Regions from separate parts of the Urocitellus parryii genome. Here region 2 is linked to region 1. The links are chromatin contacts, called in public Hi-C maps. All regions are on one chromosome and are shown on one strand. The core of a region is the stretch at or near the end of the contact, and the rest is flanking DNA. Distances in the headings are between cores, read along the strand shown. Region 1 holds the start of Uvrag (UV radiation resistance associated). Region 2 holds the start of Gvqw3 (GVQW motif containing 3).

Evidence for each region. Hi-C and Micro-C count contacts between places; a contact is called where the count stands out from the background.
Region 2: a contact with region 1 is called in a Hi-C map of liver, with 4 times the contacts expected there. The contact joins the promoter of Gvqw3 here to the promoter of Uvrag in region 1. A contact is called at or near these places in 2 of 2 Hi-C or Micro-C datasets (liver and muscle).

Annotation. Positions count from the first base shown.
Region 1 is chr4:66,224,275-66,230,108 of mUroPar1.hap1, reverse strand. Uvrag (UV radiation resistance associated) reads right to left here and starts at 3,577. Exons shown (of 15, transcript XM_026387330.2): 1 at 3,289-3,577. The coding sequence starts at 3,405.
Region 2 is chr4:66,770,949-66,776,782 of mUroPar1.hap1, reverse strand. Gvqw3 (GVQW motif containing 3) reads right to left here and starts at 2,095. Exons shown (of 2, transcript XM_026387328.2): 1 at 1,166-2,095. The coding sequence starts at 1,637. Thap12 (THAP domain containing 12) reads left to right here and starts at 2,338. Exons shown (of 5, transcript XM_077797628.1): 1 at 2,338-2,696. The coding sequence starts at 2,608.

The sequences.
Region 1 (5,834 bases), core at 2,328-4,827:
AAAGAAATTCTCCCAATTAAGCTTTTAAGAACATACTAAATGCTTCTACCACAAAAACACAAATTTTTATCCCAAGACTCCTACATCTAAGGGTGTAAAGGGAGTTATTCTTCAGTTGAGCCTATGTTCATTCACCTGTTAAATACAAACCTCAACCAAAAATTAAAGAGCAAAAAGAGTCTTCAAATTGTATGACTACTTCATGCTTAAATTACAATTAAAAGTAAGAACATACCAAAGCAAAGGGAAACAAAGTAGTAGTGCCGCTTGACCTAGTAGAGGAGCTGATCTGCATGATAGCTAGTACTCACACGTTAAGACAAAGGTCCAGGAGTTAGTGGTGACTTTTTTAAGATAAGCAAATTAAAATAAGACAAATAAATCAGGTCTTATATATAGTTTTGTGAGCAAAAACAAATCTCTTTAGGCAGATGAGGCAAGAGAAGTCTAATATTTTTGGAATTCATGTTATATAGTAAATTAATATTTTCAATATTACAATTACTTTTAGAATCAATGGGACTTAATAAAGTTGGAATAAATAAGTATAAAATAGCAGGGATACTCTATCCTAAAATAAAAAATATGCCTTAGAACAGTATTTCTTAATCAGAGGTAGTTTTGTCTCCCTGTAGGACATGTGGCCACATGTGAACACATTTTTTTATCATCGGGATTGGGGAGGTGCTGCTGGAATCAGAGTCCAGGGATGTGGTTAAACATCTTATATCCTCTGCTCTGTTCCAAAACGTTGATGATGCCATGTCTTAGAAACTCAACCTTCAAGTAGGCTAGGGGACCACTGAAATCTACTTTGAGATTATCGCAGAAGTCCTAAATCAACAAGCTTTGTTTATTTGTTTAGAAATACTGACACCCTGTCAGCAAGCATGGGAAGTATTGACATGCACAATTTTCAAAGTGTTGTTCTAAAGACAATAATTGACTCTTCAATTTATCTACATTTTTGAAATAATACATAAAGTTCTGAGACAGGCAAAAACTGATTTCTGAAATCAAAGTGGTTCCTTTGGAAAGAAAGGAAAGGGAGAGAACACAAGAACAACTTCTGGAATGTTCATAATTCTGCATTTCTTAATCTGGATAATAGTTATATAACTGTGCTCACTTTGTGACAATTCAGCAAGGGGTATACTAATAATCTGTGCACTTAACTCTATACAGATAACACATCAACAAAAATGTTTATTTTTAATGGTATATATTCATACCCTAAAAAGATGAACATTTTGATCCAGAAAGCTAAATTAATATCAACTACAAAAGTAAAAGTGTTTTGTTATATAGGCTGCCTTCCAAGAATTCGAGGATGACACCCCCAGAAAGCTGTAAATAGCATACTCAGCACTCCTGCAGCATTCAGCTGCACACTCAAGCCACTATATATCCCTTGGCATCAATCCAAAACTGTGATAAACACTAACAAATGCGGTCCAATTTATTCCATGAACAGTTTGTTCAGATTATTCTCCTAGTGTTAAACTGTGAACTGTTATCAGAAAACAGACTTTATCAAGTAAATGATGGTTTCTCTTTTCTAATCCCACAAATTCTCAAATCTCCCCCAAATTAAACCTTTCTTGATCCCAACTCCTCAGGATTTCTCCATGCTTTTTCTAAAAGTACCCAACATTGCCTCTCCCAATATCCACCTTTATAGTCCACCTTCACTCTCTCACACACCCAAAAATTCATATTCAAGCTCAATTCAGAGACCTATCTTCCCAACCACATTTGTACCCTCTCCCAAGACTTCATAATACAATCCAAACTTCACTACCCTCAAACTCCTAAGATCCTCCACAAACTCCCTGCCCAACACCACTACAAAACCAGGGCACATGCTACCCTGTTCTTTTAAATCCTCTCCTACCACAGCTTTGCTTCTGCAAACATTTCTACCTCCCTTCTCAATGGCCACCACTGTGACTATTATCTCAACTTTTCTCTTCCCTTTAGTCCCCTGCTTTCCTATAAGATTCATTCCAATCTCACCCTCTCCCCACAACTGCTGCTTTCTTCTTTACGAACCCTTCCTAAGGCCCCAGAGCCGGGATGGAAAGTTACAGAAAGAGTATGAAGGAACTTGCTCTGTCCTATGTGAAGGTATGAGTGAAGGTGGCTCAAGCCTCAAGCAAACAATGCTGTGCAGGGACTACAGAGTCAGACACTGGATTCTGAAAGCCAGTCCCACCACTCACTAACAGCAAGGCTTATACTCTGGTTTCTCTCAGATGGTATAAACCTTTTGCCTTTACTAACAGGAAGGCTTTGGAAAAAGTCCCCATTTCTCTAACTGCAAGATGGGAATAACAGAAACAGCTATCTCACAGTGTTATGAGGATTCAATGGCTAATGACCACTGAGCACTCTGCTCAAACCCAGCATGGTAAACTCTCAATGACTGACAGTTTGTTTTGGTCCGTTTCTGGGAAGGAGGAATAAAGGGAAAGTGAAAGACACTCTAACTCTCATTAATGCTAAGATTTCTGTAAAAACTCCCTTTGGGGAACAGAAGAAGGACAATAGGAGGGAAAAAAAACTCTACAGATTTGTGGATGTCACAAGATTTTTATCAGATCCCCAAATTTTTTGTTCCCTCTTTCTTATCCTTCAACAACGTGGATGAGAAGCCTTCAAAGAGAAGTCCCTCCATCCAAAGAGTCACTGGAGGGAATGAAGTAGCAAAGAGTACTCTTTATTACTAAGTCGAATTCCTTGGGGGTCTGAGAATTAGAAAGGAAACCTCCAAGTTCCAATCACATTTCTCTAGAGAGACGGAGGAGAGCATTTCGTAGTAAAGGGAGATGAGAGTAAGTGCGAGAAACCCTAACTCCTCGCTGTTCCAGCAGCAGAACACCAACTGGTTTCTCCGGGTGGGGACGGAAAGGAAAAGCACTTCGCCGCATCTCCTGGGGCACAGGGCTTCTCCGGTGCGTTCCCAGGAGGGGTGAGAGGAGGGTCTGTGCAAGGGAATCCCCCATCCCTACAAGGCGAGAGGGGCCCGGCAGCCCTAGGGGAGTTTGGCTGGCTCTGTGAGGTCTCCTCACAAGCTCATCTGCGGTGCTGGGATTCTCCAGGGGCACAGGGATCTCCCAGAGGTTCGGCCATCGCTGGACCCCTCCCCTCAAGACCTCCTGACAGCCCACCTCAGTTCCCCGGCCCCTTCCCAGAGTCTCCCGGCAAACGCAGAGTCAGCCGGAGCCACCGAGTCTCCACGCGGGCCTTTCCCCGTCCCTACTGAGCACCGCGAGCAGACGCGCTTACCTGCTGAGACGGCAGCTCCACATGCAGGGCCCGCGCGGCAGAACCTGACGGCAGCGCGGCGGCCGGGCCCGGGGGCGGCGGCGGGACCGGGCCCCCGACCGACGCTGAGGAGCTCATTTTGACCCAGCGGCCGCCAGGCGGCGGGACGGGCGCTCCTCCCGCATCCGCCGCTGCCTCGTACCCACGACCCTCCGAGCCCCTGCTGCCTACAACCCTCCACCCGAGAGGCAGGACTGCTCTGTCCCCGCGCTGGCCGCTGCCGCTGGCTAAGGAAGAGCCATATTACCGCAGTGCAACCCCCTCCACCGGGCTGAGACCTGGCCCACTCATTGGTTCCGTTCTTACAGGGGCGGGACCCAACGGCAGCGAAGGGACTTGCTATTGGGTAACAGGTCAGTCCGTCGCCGGCCGGAATGGGCTGGGGGCGGAGGCGCTTCAGGATGGCCTCAATTGCGTCTGTCAAGCCGGGATGAAATTTGGGGCGTTGCTTCATTTTGTCCTATTTTTATTGGTTCTTTCACTAGTAAGGGGCGGAGCCTCCTGGGGTGCTGCAAAGGCCATTGCTCAAGATTGCTGCCAATTGTCAGTAAAGGAAGAGGGGCGGAGTCTTAATTAGGTAGAGCGCGCGCCTCAGCTCCGGAGTCACGTGCAGAAGGCTGGAGCGTCACCTGATTAGTGAGAATCAGTCTTCTGAGCCACTTCCGCCCTGACCTAGTTGTCATGGTAACAGGCCTCCGGTCGAGGGCGGGGACCCTCTAGGCTAGAGAAGAGTCATTGCAGGCTCCTTAAGCAGTCTTTTGCCGAGATGTTATAATCAACGTGCGAAGACGAAAAAGGAATGCTTTATAGTTTAGCAGAGAACTACCACGCAAGATGAATGAAACCAGAGTCCTGTCCGGCAGTCCCACCAGTCTTTCACGACCAACTCTACCCTCGAGTCCACGCCCCTCCTCGCACTCCACTAACTAGTACTCTGGAGCCAAAAGGTGTGCCAACTGCCCTGAACGCTGTTTCATCTATACCGATGAGTTGCTTCTGCTGTCCCTGGAAACCCTTTGCTACTTTTCTTTCCCTAAAACTTGCTTACCCACCAAATCTTTGCTGGGACCTTGAGTTAGAAACCTTTCCTATACCATAGTCCTGATTATTCTATTGCATTGTTTGGGGGTTTGGGTTTTTTGTGGGATTTTGTTGTTGTTGTTTCTTGGCGGGAGGGGGTGGGGGGGGAAGTGTCAGGGATTAAATCCAGGGGCGCTTAACCACCGAGTCATACCCCCAGGCCTTTTTTTTATTTTAAGACAGGGTCTTGCCAAGTTGCTGAGGGCAGCTTTGAACGTGTGATCTTCCAGGCTCAGCCTACCGGCCCGCTGAGATTACAAGCTTGTGCCACCTCGCCCAGCTGCCTTGTCCTTTAATAGGCATGTTTAACACATACTACCAATCGCTACTCTCAATCCCGAGCGCCCCCCCCCAACACACACACACACACACACACACACACACACACACTCTCTCTCTCTCTCTCTCTCTCTCTCTCTCTCTCTCTCTCTCTGAATCCCTCTAGCAAGAAGACGTTTCCTTATTCATCCCTGGATTCAGTGCTGACAGAGAATAAGGAAATGTTTTTTCGATGTAAACAAACAGCTCAAATGCCTTCTCTTCCGTGAAGATTTGTTTGATCTTAATGGTAGAATCTATATGCAATTGCTTCTAAAATAAATAGCACTGAGTCATTCTGCAGGATACTGATGTGCCTTCTCCCCCCAGACTGAATTCCTACACCACCTGGACTGATGTAGCAAAAAGAACACAATGCTTTAGAGTCAGACACAACAGAAATCAGGCACTTTGAGAATCTTGGCTCTGCCACCCTCTAGGTAACACAAAAAGTCCATTTCCCACTCTCAGTTTTAGTTTTCCCATCTGTAAAATAGTAATAGGGTTGCTATGGGGTTTAAGTTATTAATGTATGTCACAAGCCCTTGTAACAACTGACATATAATAGATGCATTTAAGTTTTGTGGGTTTTTTCCCCAGTGGGCTGAGGGTGTAGCCCCGTGCTAGAGCACATGCTAAAAATGTGTGAGCCCCTGGGTTCAAACCAGAGTACCATTAAAAAAAAAAATTAAAAAGGCAAACATACTATCTGAAAAACACCTTGGATCTAATCTCAGAGCTGCATCACACAGATGTCATCGCCTCCTATTCTGAATCATGGTGGGAGCCTAGGGTGTGTGGTCAGGTGTTTGTTGAGAAGAAAGTAGTTATAAAATCCCAAATCTCAATTTAGTTCAACTCTGTGGTGCCAGGATCTGGTGGGATTTCACAGAAATCTAAGCTGTTTCTAAGCTGTATTCATTTCCTGAAGCCACCAAATTAAATTACCACAAACTAGATAGCTTAAAATGAATTTATTCTTTCAGGGTTCTGGAGGCCAAAAGTCCAAAATCAAGGTGTCAAGGTGCTTTCTCAGAGGCTCTAGGGAAGACTCCTTTGTTGCTCTTCTATCCACTGGTGGCTCCAAGAATTCCTTGGCTTCTGTCTAC
Region 2 (5,834 bases), core at 846-3,345, 550 kb before region 1:
TATTCATCTTCTGCAATACCACCACCTTCCCCTTTAATCTTTGTTATTTTAGCCAAGTATCATCACTTTCTGCGGCCACTTTCAGGTTGCCAGCCTCATGCTGTTTCACTGGCCTGGGAAGTGTTCCCTAATCTCACAGCCCTTTGTCTCACCCTTCCTCATGAATCCAGTTCAAGAACGAGCTCCTTTGTGAAGCCCAACTGCACCTGGTGATCTCATTTAAGAACTTTACATTGTCACTGCCCAGAAGTGTTCTAAAAACAGCAGGTGCTCAAAACACACCAAATAGACTGCGGACTCCCTTAATTTAGGATCTGGAGAATCATCTGGTCTTTCTCCTCACATGTCAGTCTTGGCCTGCGTCCCCTAGTTTATATTTCCTAGGATCAGATCTTCCTCTTCCAGTGAGGGGAAACCCAAATAAATGGGGGGCCAAAACCCAAGACTAGAATGAAACAGATCCAGTTGTTCTGTGAAAGGGAGGTCCAAAAGAAGATCAGTATTGGTGGCCAACCCCCCCCCCCCCAGTTCTGAGGGGTTCCTACCCAGTCATTTGGGCCTTTGACCCAGATTGTTCAACAGGTCCACAGGCCACTGCCTTCTGTACCATACCTTAGGCTCTGACTGCAAAATAAATGAAACAGTAGGCCTTTTGGGGTCCTCCCAGAAGACATTTCTCCCTGTGCACAAAGATATGGATGATCCCCTGAGGCAGAACGTTGAGAACAAAAGAACAGGACAGCCACAACAAATTGACGTATGGGCAATGAAGAGATCCAAACTTGTTAAGCAAGAGAAATATAAAGAAGCAAGCAACAGAAGTCAACAACCAAAGCACTTCAAAGTGGTGAAAAACAAGGGAGATGGCCACAGTCCAGCATAAAATAGGAAGGCCATGCCAGCAAGGAGGAGCGGTAGAGAAGACCGAAAACAGGAGCAGCAAATGAAGCTGCCCAACAGTAATGCAACTTCCTAGCTCAGGTTCAGCTACCCTCAGATTCTTTTAACCAGGGTGTGAACCAATCCTGGGCCACTCTGATGGGAAAGCTGGCAGAAGATGATGGCTGCAGAAGTTGGTTGTCAGGGTAATGGATTCTGGGACCCGACACAGACAGAGGCATTTCCCCACCAGCTTCCCCCTGCAGATGACTCCATGTTTCAGAACTTGTTAACTTCTTCTTCACACATGAGCTGTTTTTCCTAGTGTCCTTTGACAGATGTGATCGCAAATCAAGTTTTCCATGTTTAGGCTCATCTTTCAAAATACCTGATATGACTTTGGCAGAAACCTTCCTCATGTTCAAGTTTTCTTTCAGAATGAGTCTAACGGTTTCTTTATCTAAATTTAACTCTTCAGCCATCATCCTCACGGTTAACTGCCTGTTTGAACAAACCAAGTCCTTGACCTTCTGGATATTTTCATCGGTCCTGTGGGTGACAGGCCGACCACTTCGTGCATCGTCTCGAACATCTTCCCGCCCTTCTTTAAATCGTTTGTGCCAGTCAAAAACTCGGGCCCTTGACATGACTTCATCCCCATAGGCTTCTTTTAAAAGATGGTGGGTCTCACTTGCAGACTTGTTCAATTTCACGCAAAATTTTATACTAATCCTTTGTTCTAAATAGCGGTCACTCATTTTGGCAGTATACACAGGAAAGTTAACAGGCCACAATTATAAGGGGAAGACAGAGGGACCAATCTCTATAGGGCTATAGGCATAATCACGTCGCTATTCTTTCTCCCCTGAAAACCCCGTCAGGAAAGAGTAATTGCTTTTCTGATTTTTCGCCCCTTAACGTCTGATCTGAGAAGCTAACGAGGCCAAAGAGGAGCTGCAAAGTCAAGAAAAATCAAATCCCCTGCAATCCACGTCTGCGTCCAAATCGTACACGCAGCTCTGCCTGGAGTTTACAAATTGGTAACCAAGATCGTCCCAATTCCGCGGCTCTACGACTTCTGCCACACACGTCTAAAGTGGTGGCAACTTGAACAAGCAAGGAGAGATGCAATGGTGATGTAACGTGCAAGCTCGCCCCAGATCTGCAGAAACCCGCACACGCGAAACCTACCGGAGGAACCTAGCGCCCGCCAGCTACAGAGTCCCGAGAGGATGTCCCGCATGCGCAACTCGCTCCCCGAGGGTTAGGCTGTGCGCAGGCGCACTACGGTAGCCTACGCCAGGCCCCGCCTCCGCCTTGCCGCACCCCGGCAAAGGCGCGCTTCCGTGCGCGTGCCCGGCTGCGGGGAAGTCGACGGAAAGGAGGGCGGGGGAGGAAGACTGAGGGAAGAGAGGGCACCCCCGGGCGCCAGGGTGCATTGTGGGAAGGAGGCGGCAGCGTCCCGGGCGGGCGGGAGGTGCACCAGCGGCGGCGGCGGCGGTAAATCCTCCCGGCCGCTCACAGCACTGTGGAGCCGCGTCCCCAGCCCGGCCTCGGACCGCGCGCCCCTCCTGCCCCTCGCGGCTTCTCGCGCGCCCGCCCCTCCCCGCGCGCCGGTCCTGCCGAGCCGGCCGGCCGGCCTGGCTCCCCTCCCCGGCCCCGACGGGCGGGTGGCTGCCCTGAGGAGGCGGGGAGGGGAGGACTGGGCCGGCCGGCAGGCGGGCGACGATGCCGAACTTCTGCGCTGCCCCCAACTGCACGCGGAAGAGCACGCAGTCCGACCTGGCCTTCTTCAGGTTCCCGCGGGATCCGGCCAGGTAAGGGCGCCCTGGAGCGGGCGGCCGGGCCCACCTGCGCGGTGCGCGCTGCCAGCTGTCGGCCGCAGGCTCTGGGCCGAGGGCCCTGGGAGGTACCGCACACTGTTGTCCGCTAGTCTTGGACCACAGAAGGGACTCGCTGCTGGCCGGCGGGTGGAGGGGACCTCGGAGCACGTGCGCTGGCTGGGGTTTGGCGCGGAGGCGGGATGAGGTGGGCTCTCACCCTGATTGACTTGCTGTGTGATCTCGGGCAAGTCGCCTTCCTCTTTGGACTTTCATTTCTTGAGCTGTCAAACTGGGACTTGGACTCCAGTTGTGGTCACCTGGGCCTTTCTTTCTCCTTGCCATCCCCCACCCCAAGACAGCGTTTATGTTCGGAACCCTGCCGCCCGTCTTTGATCTCGAGTCTGATGGCCACTCTTCCTTTCTTCGGACTTGTCATTACACAATGATAAAGTTCAGGCTTTGTCCGTTACTCATAATCTCTCTTGGTTATTGTGGGGCTATCAGGGAATACACGTGAGGGCGTGGGAATTGATTTTGAAACCTTTTTGAGGTAACCCACATACCGAACTTACATTTAGGAAGTGATAGAGTAGGGACTGTTGGAAAGATTGAGAATGTTGCATAAGCCTTTCTTGTTGATTCAGTCATTTAAAAGCATTGCCTACTATGTGCCGAACACTAATGTTAAGTGCTGGGAATACAGAGGTGAATGAGCCAGTGTCGCTGTCATTGGGGGGAATATATCAACAGGCGGTTACGATATAGCTATAGCATGCTATTTATTAATTCAACAAATATTTGTTGAAGGTCTATGTGCATGGCATTGTTTTGAGCACTGGTGGGTACAGTTGAAAAAAATCAAAAGTCCCTACTCAAGGAGATTGCGTTCTGGGGGTGGGGGGTGCAATCATGTAAAATATATACAGTAGTGTGTCAGATAGTAATAAAAACCATGGAGAAAAATGAAGCAAAGATTGGAGGGAAATTAGTGGTAGCAGGGAAGGCATAATTGCTATTTTACGTTTTTATTTATTTATTTTTGTAGTTGCAGATGGACAGCATGCCTTTTTTTTATTTGTTTATTTTTATGTGGTGCTAAGAATGGAACCCAGTGCCTCACACATGTTAGGCCAGTGCTCTGCCATTGAGCTACAGCCCTAGTCCATAATTGTTATTTTAAGTAGAGTGATCAGAGAAGGCCTTGTTAAAATGGGGAAATTGAGCAAAGAGCTAAAGTAGGTGAGGGGGCCAGCCATGAAGATATCTTGGGGAAGAGCATTCCAGACTCAGCAAACAATAAATGCAAAGACAGGGCATGCTTGTTGATGCAACCAGAAAGGGTGTGTATAAGAGTAACAAATTGTATAGGAAGTTGTAGTCCATAGAAAACTTTGGCGTTTATTCTAAGATAGGGTTTAGAGCAGAGAAATTTTAACAGGATCACTAACTGCTTGTTAACTTGTAGAGAGGCAAAGGCAAAGTGGTAAGACTAGTTAAAGGCTATTGCAATAATCCAGATTAGTAAAAGAGGAGATGGCAAATTGTTTCATTTGAGATAAGATTTGAAGATGAAGACAATAAGAAACAGATTTAAAAAAAAAAAAAAAGAATCAAGAATGACTTCTGAAATTTTTAACCTGAGCATTTACTGAGACAGGAAACACTGGGAACAGTAGAGTTGGTGGTGGGATATTAAAAGTTTGATTTGGGTCATGTGAAGTTTGAAAGGCTTGATATTAAAAAATAGATGTCTATCTTCATATCATATGCAAAAATGAACTCAAAATGGCTAATATTTAAATGGCCTAAACATGAAACTAATACCATTGAACTCTTAGAAGAAATTGTGGAATTTGCAACAGATTCTTAGATATGAAACCAAAACACATGAAATAAAAGGAAAAATACATGAATTGGGCATCATCAAAATAAACTTTTTTTTTTTTTTTGATACTGGGGATTGAACCCCAGAGGTGCTTAACCACTGAGCCACATTCCCAGCCCTTTTATTTTTTTGAGACAGTGTCTTGATAAGTTGCTTAGGGCCTCATTAAATTGCTGAGCCTGGCCTCAAACTTGTGATCTTCCTGCCTCAATCTCCCAAGTCACTGGATCATAGGCCTACATGACCACATCTGACTCAAACTTTTGTTTATCAAGAGACATTACCAAAAGGCGGAAAGAATGAAAGAAGAAGAATAGAACGGATGAGTCTAGAATACAAATATATTTTTTTAAAAAAACTCTTAAATTCAACAATCAAAAGACAAATAACCCAGTGAGGAAATGGGCAAAGGACCAGAATAGATATTTCTCCAAAGAGGAGATACAGATGACTAACATGCACTTGAAAAGATGGTCCCTACCAATAGTTATTAGGGAAGTTTAAATCAAAACCATAGTGAGGTGACAGTTAAACATAGAATTACCATACTACCCAGCAGTTCCATTCCAAGGTATATTGCCTAAAGAATTGCAGACTGGTGTTTAAATTTTTTTTTAAAAAAAAGCACATACCATACATTCACAGTAGCACTGCTTACAATACTCAAAAAAGATGGAAATAACCCCAAGTCTGTCAGTGCTTGAATGAACAGACAAAATATGTACTAATACAGTGGAATATTGTTCTACCATAAAAAATAATGAAGTACTGCTACTGTTGATATATAGAAGAACTTCAAACATTATGCTAAGTGAAAGAAGCCAGACATAAAAGATCATATATTGTATGATTCCATTTATATAAAATATAAATATATAGATTAATCCATAGACAGAAAGCAGATTTGTGGGTGCCAAGGAGTGAAGGACAGGAGGAATGGGAAACAACAGATTAAGGGATACTAGTGATTTCTGTCCATATGTAATTGAGTGCTCTTTTCATTATATTCAGGGAAATATGGTCTATTGGGGATTATATTCTCAGATTTGGAAGGAATTTTAGGTCTAGTGGAGTCTTCTTGGAATGCTGAAATTCCCTCAGTAGTCATGGCTTTTAACCTTCTTTGGAGTTATTGTCCCTTTTGAGGATCTAAAATAAGGACTCTTTCCTGAAAACAAAACAAATCCAGTTTTGCATTTCACCATAAAGGCACTCATGGACTCTGGAGAGCCATATGCATTCCTGAC